Regions from separate parts of the Anser cygnoides genome. Here region 2 is linked to region 1. A link is a contact called in public Hi-C data. All regions are on one chromosome and are shown on one strand. The core of a region is the stretch at or near the end of the contact, and the rest is flanking DNA. Distances in the headings are between cores, read along the strand shown. Region 1 holds the start of TGIF1 (TGFB induced factor homeobox 1). Region 2 holds the start of LPIN2 (lipin 2).

What was found. A called contact is a pair of places that touch in the nucleus more often than the background predicts.
Region 2: a Hi-C map of liver shows a contact between it and region 1, with 1.8 times the contacts expected there. The contact joins the promoter of LPIN2 here to the promoter of TGIF1 in region 1. A contact is called at or near these places in 2 of 7 Hi-C or Micro-C datasets (both in liver).

What each region holds. Positions count from the first base shown.
Region 1 is chr2:111,764,631-111,771,131 of Taihu_goose_T2T_genome, forward strand. It overlaps TGIF1 (TGFB induced factor homeobox 1), which reads right to left and starts at 4,951. Exons shown (of 6, transcript XM_066992815.1): 1 at 4,173-4,951. The coding sequence starts at 4,188. It overlaps LOC106034949 (a long non-coding RNA gene), which reads left to right and starts at 5,885. Exons shown (of 5, transcript XR_010829625.1): 1 at 5,885-6,101.
Region 2 is chr2:111,930,410-111,936,982 of Taihu_goose_T2T_genome, forward strand. It overlaps LPIN2 (lipin 2), which reads left to right and starts at 2,415. Exons shown (of 20, transcript XM_066992825.1): 1 at 2,415-2,572.

The sequences.
Region 1 (6,501 bases), core at 3,701-6,200:
TGGAGCAGGAACAATAGGAAAATATTTAAATGCCCAACACGAGATAAACCCCCAAATTATGTAAACAGGTTCTTAATTCACGTAGAAAGTATGTCAAGTTTGCTTTAAATGATTCTGGGCAAACTCTTTTCTACTGGTAATAGCCTCATGCAAAGTGCTGTCATGCTTGCAATCTAACCTGAGAACATGCCTTGCACAATGGGATCCTGGAGCACTTCTTGGAACAAAGATCACTCACAGACAACGTGATGGCTCTGCAAAGCAGCTTCTAAATCGAGTGCTAAAACTAGCTAAAACTAGCCTGGATTATTCAGACAACTGTTTTCAAATGCGCTGTTCTTGTTTGTCTGAAACTAGAAGCGTTGCAGCACTTCAGTGGGTTGGGTTTTTTGTTTGTGTTTGAATTTAACAGGCAGGACTTTGGAAGACAGGGACAGGCAAACAGTGAAGACTGGAAGTAAGAAGGGAGAGGAGCCAAAGAAACTACTCCTGGGAGAAAATGAGGTGTCTAGCAGTTTGTGAGCCATATTTACGTGGCGTAACGAGAAGTCCTCCAGCCATGCATCACCACCCCACTTGGCATGACCTCTCCAGGACCTAGCGCGCAGCCGAAGCACTCCACTGGAGCTTCACTGACTTAGAGAAAACTGCCTCGGCAGCAAAACTCCGTACAAAACTGTTGCTCTTTTCCACCCGAAAAAGTGGCAAAGCAACTGCCTGGAAGCCAGCAGCATGAAAAGCTCTCCGTGTTTTGCAAACACGATCTTCAGCCTCGGCACTTCTGAAGTAAAAGCTGCCGTCTGACTAACCGTAGCTTACCTAGCAAGGAATGAGTCAACGGCGGAGCTGCCCTTTGACCGGCTTGCTCGGCGTGTCACATTAATTGACAGGGTGAGCTGGTGACACGGAGCAGGTTCGGGTTCAGCAGGAAACCCAGCGTTACAACTTCTCCTCATTTAAATAGAGCAGCAGCCCTCTGAACCGCTCGCAGATACTCCCGTGCGGCGCAGCGACAGGAAGTCCTGGCTACAAATCTCGCACGGCCCCAGCTGATATTTTTTTTTTTTTACTAGAGCGGGAGCCACGTTGTTGCTGTCAAGGCTCTGTTTTCATTAAAGCATTCCTGCTGATTACAACCCAGCTTTGTTTTTCCTCCGTGTTAGTAATCAGGCTATTCGTTGCTGGTTTCCTGTTTTAACAGGGCCCAACTGAAAAGGTTTCTGGCCGGGCTCCACCACTGGACCATTGGCTTACTGTTATTTACACCCAGACTAAAGGCCCGCGGACATGCCGAGTAGCCCCAGCTGACCTCCTAATTTATGTCATCTGAAAAGCAGGCTAGCGTCAGGTTACGCTCCGTCCTCTCCTAAACATGTTTAATCTAAACAGAAGAGCTGTTTTTATATGACTAAACCAAAGCAGCACGAGTTCGCTCGCAGAGGTCCCAGCCCCAGGTCTCCGCTGCCACAGACAAGCGGTCCGTGCCACTGACTCACGGACTGCACGATCAGCATCCCTCCTTAATAAATTACTTTATCCTCCCGGCTTCCCAGCTGCAGTCACATACACGACTGAACGCCGCGCTGCATGGCATCGCAGCCAGGAGACTTTACGGGTCCTCCTGTAATCAGCTCAGGGCACATTACACCCGGGGTCCCGCGCACGATCCCGAGCCCCACACCCAGCCGTGAACAGCTTGGGAAAAAGTACGGCGACGACTGAAACTGGTTTCAAAACGAACTACTGCTCCCTAAGAAGGCACGCTGAAACACTCGAGGGGGAGGGCAAAGCATTTGGAGAGGCTGAGGCAGATGAAACGGGAGTTAGCAAACTAAAAATCCAGGCTACCAGGAAGAAACCCACCACCATCCCATTGTGTCGAGGAAGAGCCTCGCGGAGGAAGTGGCACAGGCCAATCGCTATTCAAAACAGGACAAAGTATACCACAAGAAACAATCTCTGCCCTCCAGAGAGGGAACCGACAAAGATCACCTTCGGGAAAGGCTCCCACCCCTCCCCGTCGGTGCTTTGTGAACTTAAGGTGGATTTTTATGAGGACGGATAAGCAGAACTAGCTCCCATCTAAGGCCCCGATCCTGTCGTAACCGAGTTCAGTAGGATTCCTCACATGTATAAACTTGAACGTACGCCTGTGCCTTTGCAAGGCGGTATTCTAAATCAGCTCATTAACAAGCTGAGTGTGTTCCGTGTGATTGCTATCAGGTTATTATTTGTAAATGAAACCATCCACAGAACAGTCCTCGGGGTTTTAACCCACGGGCTGATAAAGGAAAAAAAAAAAAAAAGAACTAAAGTTTAACGTGAAGTTAAAGCCCAACAAAAGTAAATTAGTTTAGAATTATTCATAAGCAACCAAGAATTACGGAATGCATAAGGGAATTTCCACTGAAGAAAAAAAAAAAAAAAACTTTTCCTTTGAGTATGTTTCACAAGTGAGGAACCAGCTTATTTGTTTTCCTCTGCATTTCACAGCTTGAGCTCTGTTGCTTCTAAACCAGCCAGACTTGGCTACGCTATACATTTTTTTTTCCTTTAAACAGGATTTTTCTAGGACTGCGAGCAAGGAATCTGAAACAAAGTCATTCTTTGAAACTTCTTGAGCCAGCCCCGAATGCCAGGAGGTGCCAAACAACTACAAGCCTAACCTTGAACAAAACAAAGGCACCCTAGCCCCAACGCCTGGTTGAAAGTTTCCATCCCCGTCCCCTCGCCTTTCCCTTTCTGCCAGGCAAGCCCCTGGCCCCCTGCCCCACTCGGGAGCCCCCCGGGCCCGTCACCTTGCGTGGTTTCCATTGTTCCAGCCCCAAACCCGCAGCCCTGGGAGCGGAGCTCTGCCTCCCTCTCTCGCACACAAAGACCTACACACACACACACGCATACCTAGAAACGACGTCAGCACTTTTCACACACATTTATTTCGGGGGTGGCAAGAACAACAGCCGAAAGTGCAGGGAGTTTTGGTATTTCAGCAACCAGCAGCTGCCCTCGGGGAGAGAAGTCTGAACAATGGAAGCAACAGCAGACAGGAAACCAGCTCACCACTGCTGTGCAAATAGGGAGCATAGGAATGTCCTAAAAATAACCGGGCTGAATTAATTCAGTGAGACCACGCAACAGAAAAAAAAATAAAAAAATAAAAATAGCTGCTTGCAGCGGGGTTAAGGGTCCCAGGCGGAGACCCCCGAAGGGGGTGCCTCCAGGTGCGGACAGCGGGGCTGGGCACCCCAAGGAAGAGCAGAGTGGGGGCGCCTTTGTGGCCCCATTCCCTTTGTGTGCAAGCCCCAAGCCGCTCGCCAGGGCTACAAACCCTCCGGGGGGGGCACCTCGTTTCCAGCACCCCGCGGGGATCGCCCTGCACGTATGGGCTGCCCGCTCCGGGGGCATCAACAAGGAGCGGTGGGGGAAAAGAGCCTGAGTGCGGGGCAGCGACCTGGTCCCCCCTCCCGGCCCTCCGCCACGGGGCACTTGGTGGCCTGGGAGCGCTTTGGGAGCACACCCGAAGGCGGTGAATCACAGCCGTGGGGCAGCCGCTCGCTGCCAGCCTCCCCCCGGCCCCAAAGCGCGGTCCGAGGGCGCTGAGGGCAGCGCAGGGGAAGGGGCAGCACGATGCAAAGTTTTCGTAAACAGCACAAAGAAAACCCAGAGAGCCTCGTTTTTGCAAAGGGGGGTGGGGGGGGTGTATGTGCGTCTTCCTCCTCCTTTTAACCCTAACCGCGTGCAAAGTTTTGTACTTCTTCGCCCTCTTTTAAGGGATGTAAAGGCAGAAGAAAGCAGCAAGTTCCCGCAGCCCCTCGTCCCAACGCTGCAGACAAAGACCGGCAGAGCCTGCCCCGCTCCGAGCCGAGCCGTGCCGAGCCGATCCGAGCCCCTAAGCTCAGCCCAGACCGCCGAGAGGCGGCCGGGGAAGGGGCACAAAACTTGGCCGCGGCACGGAGCGGGCGGCGGGGCAGGCTCGTGACAGCCGCCGGCAGCAGCCGCGTGGGGCTGCGAGCCCGGCCCGCGGCGGGACGAGGGCGGCCCCGGGGGGCAGAGGGGGTCCGGGGGGGTGGGGGGCAGAGGGGCTCCGTCCCGCTCGGCAGCCCACCGAGCACGGCCGCCCCCGCCGGGGGAAGGGGCGCGGGGTCCCCCCCTCTCTCCCCGCAGGCAGGTACCTTTTTTACTTTTCATCTTGACGGCGAGGACCGAGCCGCCGCTGCCGCCGGACTCGCCGCGCAGCCGCCCGCTGAGCCAAGTTTCTGCCGGCCGGCCGCTGCTCCCCTTTTAAACTCGGCGAGGAGCAGGAGGAGGAGGAGGAGGAGGAGGACGAAGCAGCAACAGCAGCAGGCGAGGAGCTCGGTGCCAGGCGCCCGGGCCGGGTCCTCGGTGCTGTCAGCGGGAGCCGCGGGGCTCTGCCTCCCCGGGGGCTCGCTGGCGGCGGCTGTGGCCGGGGTGGGCTTCCCTCCCCCCGTCCCTTTGTTCCTTTCTGGCGGTGATTGGCCCCAGCTTGGTAAAGTGAGAAAAGGCACGGGAGGAAAAGGTACACGAGTGCACCCTCCCCCACCTTCCAGCAGTGAGTAAGAGTAACCCGGAGCTACGCGAGCACTCGCGGCGCTGCCTCCTCCTCCTCCTCCTCCTCCCGGCCGCCTCTCTCCTCCCCTGCCGGCTGCTGCGGCTCCGCCAGGCGGGAGGGGAGGGCCGAGGGGGGGTCCCCCCGCACCCGCACGCAGCCCTCCGTGCCTCCCTTTCTTCCAGGCAGCCGTTTGATCGTTAAACTGGAAGGAGAAGGGGGCGAGGAGCGGGAGGGGGGGGGAGATTTTGACAGCTGCCCTTGACTAGCCTCCTCCTGTTGCTGCCGGATGAACCACCCACTCCTGCGCGTGAATAGAGAGGAGAAGAAAGGAGAGTGTGTACGGCAGGAGCAGGAGCCCCCCTCCCTGCCAAGGCGCGTCCCCTTTCTGGGGTTATTTTTACAAAAGGTGGTTGTTTTCTCCCCCCCCCTCCTTTTTTTTTCTTCTCCCCCCCCTCCCGGCCCGCTGGATCTTGCCGTGACACATGCTCACGGCTTGAAAGAAAAGTCTCACAGCTTGACTCATCGCTGCCAGCACGTGGTGCAGCAACAGTTTATTTTCTCTCCCAGACGAGAGAAATGCGGGAGCCCTCGGCCCCGCAGCGCCAGCTCCGCTCACGCCGCTCGCCCGCACCCCCGAAGGCGAAACTCCGGGCGGGGGGGGGGGGGCTGCGCACGGGGGGAGTTAGTGTGAAAAGTAAAACAAGCCGTCATACCTTTAAATTAAAAAAAAAAGAAAGGCGTGCGGATGTGGTGTGTTTTTGTGCAGGGCAGTGCGTGTGTTTGTTTTAGTGCCGCGCAGCCACGTGCTCGCTTGTTTGTGAGCGAGGAGGCGCAGGGGCAGGCATGTCGGGCTGGGAGCGAGCGCTTTAAGCGGCTGATGAAATAATAAATTCCTACGGCGAAAACAGGGCTCGCTTCCCCCCCCCCGCCCTCCGGCTCGGCCGTCCACACAAACGCGCATTCACGGCAGAAGAGGAAGCGACGGCGCTTTTTAACAGCGAGCCCTCCCCGGCACCTCGTAACTATTTTTATATAGCGTAATTACAGCGACCTAGCCGGAGATAAAACAGCTGTTACATCCTGAACGGGGGGCACGTGCGGCTCTTGAGCAGTTGCAGTCAACGGGGCCCCGCCGCGGGGCTGGCGGCTCTCCCCGGGCTGGGCTGGTGGCTGGTGGCCGGCCGGGGGGGCTGCGGTACCTCAGGGCAGCGCCGGGCCGTTACCGGCCGTTACCGGCCGTTACCCGCCGTTACCGGCCGTTACCCGCCGTTACCCGCCAACCGCCCTCCGCTGGCCGCTGTGTGTGGAGGGAAGGGGGGGGGGGTGCGCGCCCTTCGAGCCCCGTTCCCGCCGCCTCCATTTTGTCCCCGTTCGGTGCCGGGGGGCTATGGGGGCAGCGCTCCGCCGCCCTTCCCCTCCCTCCTTCCCTCCTTCCCCGTACGGTAGGAGCGCGGAAGGAAAAGGCTCCGGTATTTTTAACGCTGAGAGCCGAGTTGTGTCTCTGGAGGGAGCGGTGACTCATAGGTGGCGTGTGAGAGCGATTTTTTTATTTTTTTCAAAAAAATATTACTATTTTTTTTTTTCTGTGATGGTTGTTTTTAAAAGTCCTGCTTCACAGCTGTGAGAGCTGACTCTTCGGGCTGGTGTTTTGAGCGCCCAAGGCTTGGTCGTGCCAAAGAAGTAATTACGGGAAGTTAACAAAAGACATGTCAGGGAGCTGAAGAGATTTTCCCCTCTACGTACGAGCCGGCTCACGCTTGTTTATTGTCCTTGGGACTCCTGGCAAGTTTGTGAACCAAACTCATACCCCCCCCACCCCCTTTTTGTTTGGTCTTTGGTGAGGTCATTTTTACGAGGGGAAGAATAAGGCTTTTCTCTCACACTGAGCTTAAACTCACTTTTAAGAGCGTTAGGAACAGCCTTTCTAACGC
Region 2 (6,573 bases), core at 1,165-3,664, 160 kb after region 1:
GTGCTGACTGAGCCAAAGAGCCCAAACCAGCAAACAAGCCCATCAACTGCAGTGGGACTACTGGTGTGATTAAACATCTGGTGGCTCAGGTGGCTGGTAGAGGAGCCCTGATGGGGAAAAATAACAGCAGCGTTTGTGGTGAAATGGCAAAATAAGCATAAATGAGGTGGCGTGTCTGTCATGGCCTGGAGGCCCTGGTTTAACCACTGGTGAGTTATGGTTGAACAAGGATTGCAAATCACACAGAGATACAGATATAGAGAGATCCTATCTACACCAGTACGTGTGTAGCCCCATGCAGCCAGAACGGAAACAAATCTCTCTTAATACAGCTGCAGAAAATGAAAGCCATCTTTACAGCTTGATTTTAATTTTCTGTGTTTAAGCGCAAAAGAGTGGAGAACATAAAAGGAGAATAATGAAGGCTGTCTACTTCAGACCTTCTGGTTGTCTGGAGATGATAATTTTGGAATGGAAAAGATTACCTAAGGGGAAAACATTGTGTTTTTGAATGAATACCCCTTTAATCAGAAGCTCCTTCTCCAGGTCTGAAATACAAAAGCATGACTTACCAATTTGCTACCCCTTTTCAAGTCAAGATTTTTCTGTCAGCTAAGAAGCTGGCATGCTTTTGAATTAAGCTTAATTTTATAATAGGATCTGGCTTAAATCTGATATTTGAGGACATACGATAAATTTATCCCCCTACCTCTTACCTCCCTGCAAACTGTCCTGGCTGGTGTTGGAAAGGAGAACCCCCTCAGCTGAGAAATCACTTGGTGTTATGACTGGCAAAGATAAGATCATGGAAACACATATGAAAATATTGTTTGAGCAACTTCTGATGCAGTTACCCTCAGAAACTGAGGAACTAACGTGCCAAATAAGGAACACAGTAAAGAAGGGAAATGCCCTATTATGAATGCTTTGCCTTTTTTGCTGAAGCACAGACTATGTGTTCGTGGCAGATGTTATGCTAAGATGGCTAGGTTATTATGACTCTATTATAAAATGGGAGGCATCCTTAGAAAACTGCTGCAGCTGGAACATGCTTGCACTGAAGGGTGGAAAATTGCTCCATTAATCTGTGTTGCGTCCTCATACCCAGCGCCCTAGAAAGTGTTCCAAAGCTGACTCTGAATTTACAACATAATCAAAATGGACAGGTGTGAAATCTGACCTTCCGTACTTTTTACCTATGTATAATATATTGTCACTCTATCCATGTAACTCAGTGTTTGCGTCCTCTTCCAAGGACTGTTTGCTTTGAAAAAACGCACCGCATGTATTGCGGGGATAGACATTTTAGCTCCATGCTCGAAGGGATTTAAATATATTATTTGCAAATAAGCAAACTTTCTATAATTTTTTATGCAGCTTGCACCAGGACGTACAGATGAATAAAAGAACCTTCTTATCTGTTTGTAGGACTGGTACAAAAGATTTTTGAGGAGGCTCTGTCAGCTGCACTGAATGGGTTGTTAATCAGCCTGATTTCTTATGTGACAGCCATACAGAACATATGTGAGAGCCCAGAATGGCTCCAACACCAAGGTGGGAGCAAAGCAGAAATCTAATCAACGGACTAACAGATGAAAAAGCCATTGGTAAACAAATAAAAAGTACACTAAAATAAAGAGGCAACGATGGATAGTGATAACACTAAAATCATTTGGAAGACCTGAGCTTTATTTCCAACCATGCTACTTCTCTCTTCTCTTGTTTATACTGCAGATTGTTTGGGGTGAGATTATCCTGTTTTAGTACAGTTTTGGGTGAGATTACCCTGTTTTAGTATGTGTATCAGTACCAACTGGGCCTCGGGGCAATACTTGGAATCATAATCATACCTAATCAAGGCAACTTCACTGAACAGCAGCGTAAATGACAAAATAAATGGGCCAAGCAGCTGCGGACCTGAAATACACACCTGTCCTGCTGGACACGGTTGGCTTTGGCAATTTTGTGCTGCCGTGAATAACTAAATAAGCCACCTGCAGCCCACCCCAGGTACCACGCCGCCTTTCCACAGAGGGATGCAGCGGGAGATGCGCGAAGGTACCAACACCCCCCCACACACACAAAAGCCGTGTTTCTCGTGAAACAACCCCCTGTCACGAGGGGCCAGCAGCGGGACACGGCGGTCAAAGAGCCTGAGGAACGTGTAGGAGGAACGAGAGGCTCTGGGGCACGCCGAGTGAGGGACTCTGCCCGTCACAGCGCCCGCCCGTCGGGGCACGCAACATGGCGGCGCTCCCCCCCCCCCCCCCAGCGCTGAGGCAACGGCCGCCGCGCAACCGCCGCCGGCCCCTCCCACCCCCGCGCGGTCACGTGACCCCCGCGGCGAGGCGGGGCCGCGCCGCTGAGGTGGCGCGCGCTCCCCCCCCAGCTTCGCCACAGCGACCGAGCGAGCACGCGCACGGGCGTGCACGCGCTGCGCCAACCGCCTCAACCGCCGCCCGGCGCCGCTTTCACCCCCCCCCCCCCCCCTCGTCCTCCTCCTCCTCCTCCTCCTCCTCCTCCTCCTCCTCCTCCTCCTCCTGCGGTGCCGACCGCCGCCGGCCCCGTTGAGGTAAGCGGGGAAGGGGGGAACGTGAGGCGCTGAGGGGACGCGGGCGGGGAAGGGGGGGGGGGGGGGGGGTGTTCTACTCCCCCCTTTTTATTTTTATTTTTTTTTTAATTTAATTTTCCTGTCCGTCGCTTCTGGTGGAGGGGAGGGTGAAGTTTTACCGGCTGGAAGTAGGCTGCCGGCTTTGTGTGCGCGGTGGAGTTTCAGCCCGGTGCCCATCGCGGTTATTGTGTGGGGGCTGAGCTCCTTCCTCTCGTCCAGCGGTGACTGGGTACGTGCTGGAGGCAGCGGGGGCTCGGAGCTGAGCTAGGCGGTGTGCTGCTTGAACGTAGTGCGTTGTCATCCAGAAGACCGATGTGGTGAACGTAATTCTCTCGTGCATCGGTGCCTAATCTTTTGGGAACAGTATTCCAAAGCTGTCGTGAGAAAGGATTTGTTAGCCCATAATGGTATATGGCATTGTTTAGGATCATGTCGGAGGGGAGGAAGATGACAGACAGTCCTACAGATCATAGAATCAGTGAGGCTGGAAAGGATCACCAACGTATCTGGTCCAACCATCCCCCTCCCACCAATCTCTCTCTCTCCAATTTTGAATACTGAGCACTTAATGTTTGAAAAATATGTTGGAAAGGGAGTTGTGGGGAACTGGGGGTCGGCCTCTTCTCACAGACAGCCAGTGATAGGCCTAGAAGGAATGGCCTCAAGTTGTGCCAGGGGAGGTTCAGGTTGGAAATGAGGAGACATTTCTCTTCAGAAAGAGCAGTTGGAACGGTTGCCCAGGGAGGTGGTGGCATCACCGTCCCTGGGGGTGTTCAAGGAAAGGTTGGACCTGGTGCTTGGGGACGTGGTTTAGTGGGTGACGTTGGTGGTAGGGGGATGGTTGGACCAGATGATCTTGGAGGTCTTTTCCAACCTTAATGATTCTATGATTTTAAGAGGGAAAATGAGTGGGTTTGTTTGTGTTTTAAGGATGTACAGGTATTCATTAGTTAAGATGAAAAAATCTTAAGTCCCTGCGTGACTTCAGTTTGTGTCACTGAAAGTGTGGGCCTGGCAATCCCACACATACGTATGTACGTACATGACTGTGGTCTGTATGCATACTAGGCAGCTAGCTCCAGCCACAGCTGTCAGTTCTCTCCTAGCCCCTGCTCTAGGCTTTTTGCATCCCAGAACATACAGGAATGTAAACAATTCTACTGTCTCTTAGAAAAAACATCAAGGAAATCCTGTTTTATTGGAGTAAGCGAGTGTTTGGTGAGATGTCCTTTAAAAACATCACTGTTATATGGTAGAATAACAGAACTGAGAAGCTGATGTTAAGAAGTTTCTAAATAAACTCAGGATGTTGGGGAGTTTGAAATGCTCCATTATGTGGCGTTATTCATACTACAGTAAGAATAGGTAGTGCTGAAAGGCTGTAGTAAGCAATTACAGTATTAATCGTTAAGCTCATAGCCTAACTTTTCAGTTATCAAAATATTTGTTTATTTCAATGGCCTGTAAAAAAAAAAAAAAAAAAAAAAGTGGTGTTTGAACACGTCTTATTCTCGGAACTTAATGCTTTGGATTGTTAGAAAATTAAGTTACTTGTTTGTTATTCTGTACTAGTCAAACATACATCCGAAATATTGTTGTATTGCAGTGCAGAGAACTTTGCCCTTTTTCCCTACCTGCAGCATTTCTTCCCACTTGTGTAAGGCCGTGATCGGTTATGGGGAAATGTAAGCTGTGCTTCTTGCACTTGACACCTCCTTATGTATCTGAAGCCCAGAGGCTGCACACAGGAGCCGTTCTTTGCGCTACATGCTTTTTTTATGTCTCTGTCTCTGAGAAATTGCCGTCTAGTTCAGATAAAGCTGAAAAGATTTTGTTCCAAGTCACACTGGGAACTTTGATAAAAGCTAAAGATTAAATTAGTTGCATTTGGTATTGTGTTTTTTTTCTCCTCGAAGATTCTTACGTAGCTAAAACTCCAGAATTTTCTTCTTTTTCTTTTTTTTAAAAAAGAAGTTAAATGAAAGGTTGCAACCTGTAGGAGACCAGGGAGTCAGTTCTTCAGTGTCTTTGTGTGTGAGCATCAAGTATCTGAGCTGAATTATAACACTGCTATTTCTGCTTTTAGTAAAATAGATTTGGCTTCTACATGGAGTAACTTCTAATCACTGTTTGTCGTGAATTGCAAACACCTGATATGTAACTGTCTGAAAGAGATGAAAGGATAGCTTCTGGTGTGAGATCTGGTGCTGCAAGTTAAATATATCCACAGTGAAAAAGCTTTCAGGTTTATACAAACCAGTGAGTGGTACGTTTGTGATCAAATTTCACTCTAAAATACATGCTTTAGATGTGTTCCTGCAATACTGGGCAAATTCTAAGAATGGAACAAAGTAGCATGCTGTATCCCAATGACTTTTAGATCTTGCAGTGCTGATCAGAAGTACTTTCATGAACTTCTGATCTCACTGCTCTCTGCAGCTTCCTGGGGAGGGGACATGCAGAGGAAGGTCTCTGCTCCTGGTAACCGACGTCAGGACGCACAGGAACGGCACAGAGCTGTGCCCAGGGAGGTTCAGACGGGACATCGGGAAACATTTAGTTACCTTCGGGGTGGTCAGACTCTGGAACAGGCTTCCTAGCGAGGTGGTTGATGCCACATGCATGTCAGTGTTCAAGAGGCATTTGGACAATGCTTTCAGCAATATGCTTTTTAACTTTTGGTTGGCCATGAGAGGTCAGGCAGTTGGACTGGCTGATCGCCCCCATCCCTGGAGGTGTTCAAGGCAGGGTTGGATGAACCTGATCTAGGGGGTGGCATCCCTGCCCATGGCAGGGGGCTGGAACTGGGTGATCTTTAAGGCCCTGTCCAACCCAAGCCGCCCTATGATCGCTGAAGGTCCCTTCCAACTGAACTACTCTAACAAGTCACTGAACGTACATTTTAAAGCTCTACAGTAACACAAAAGTGTCATTTCTGTAAATACCTCTGTAGGTAAGCAGAGTTTAAAGAATTATAAATAAAATAACTTACTTCAAGCATAGAAAAATGCTGCTGCTGCAAAGAATGTTTTGCTTTAAAATGAGCTTTTACTCTGCCTAGCTGCCCTCTCTCCTTTGTCACAAGCATTCAGGTATATCGTAACTTCAGGGCTTGTGTTTCTGTTGGTGTTGCCAGGCTGGTTTGATACACAGCTGTCGTGCCAAGTCAGGCCTGAATATAAAGACACTGGAGGACAGAGCTTATCCATGCTTTTGGGGGATTAACGTTTCTTCTTTTAATAAGAATTTAATGTTTTCTTGTGTCTATGTTTCAAGGGAATTTCAAATTAAAGGATGCTAGCTTGCCCTTGTTAAGTATTTTGTTGTTATCAGTGTCTTTCAGCTTTGCAGTAATGTCACTTGACAACATGCAACCACAAGTTGTCCCGAGTCATTCAGTGCTTTTCCCAAAACTAAGGGAGATCTCATCACTGCAGTCTTTATCGAGTGAACAGATAAGAATTTTAACTGAGCAATTAGCATTTTGGATAAAGAGATGGACTGAAGTTCAATACCAGAAATCCAAATACATTAATAATAGAAAAGTCTCCAGTGTACCACGTGGCATTTCTGTGTTGGTCACTGTGGCTGAAGTGAACACGTGCTAAACCAGTCGTAGGCCATGTCTTTAGATGTACTAGTCTTTTCAGCTGCGTAACTGTCTCCTCAGGAAATACAGGTTTTTTGGCTTGATGGTTATGACAGGCCTTTTAAAGGATACACGTAGAGGACTCTTTGCAAAGTTCTTGCAAAGAAGAGCTTTGAATAATAAATTGTAGCTGAGATTACATTACAGATGGAAGAAATTCTCACTTGCTTAACTATAGAATTTAGTGTGTTCTGTGAACTAAAATAGTGATTTTTTTAAAATAAATTCTTAGTCTTAAAGACTTTTATTCCTCAAATGAAGTGTGTATGTTAACAGCAACAAGGAATCTGTAGGGCTGCTTTGCAGGTTTGTC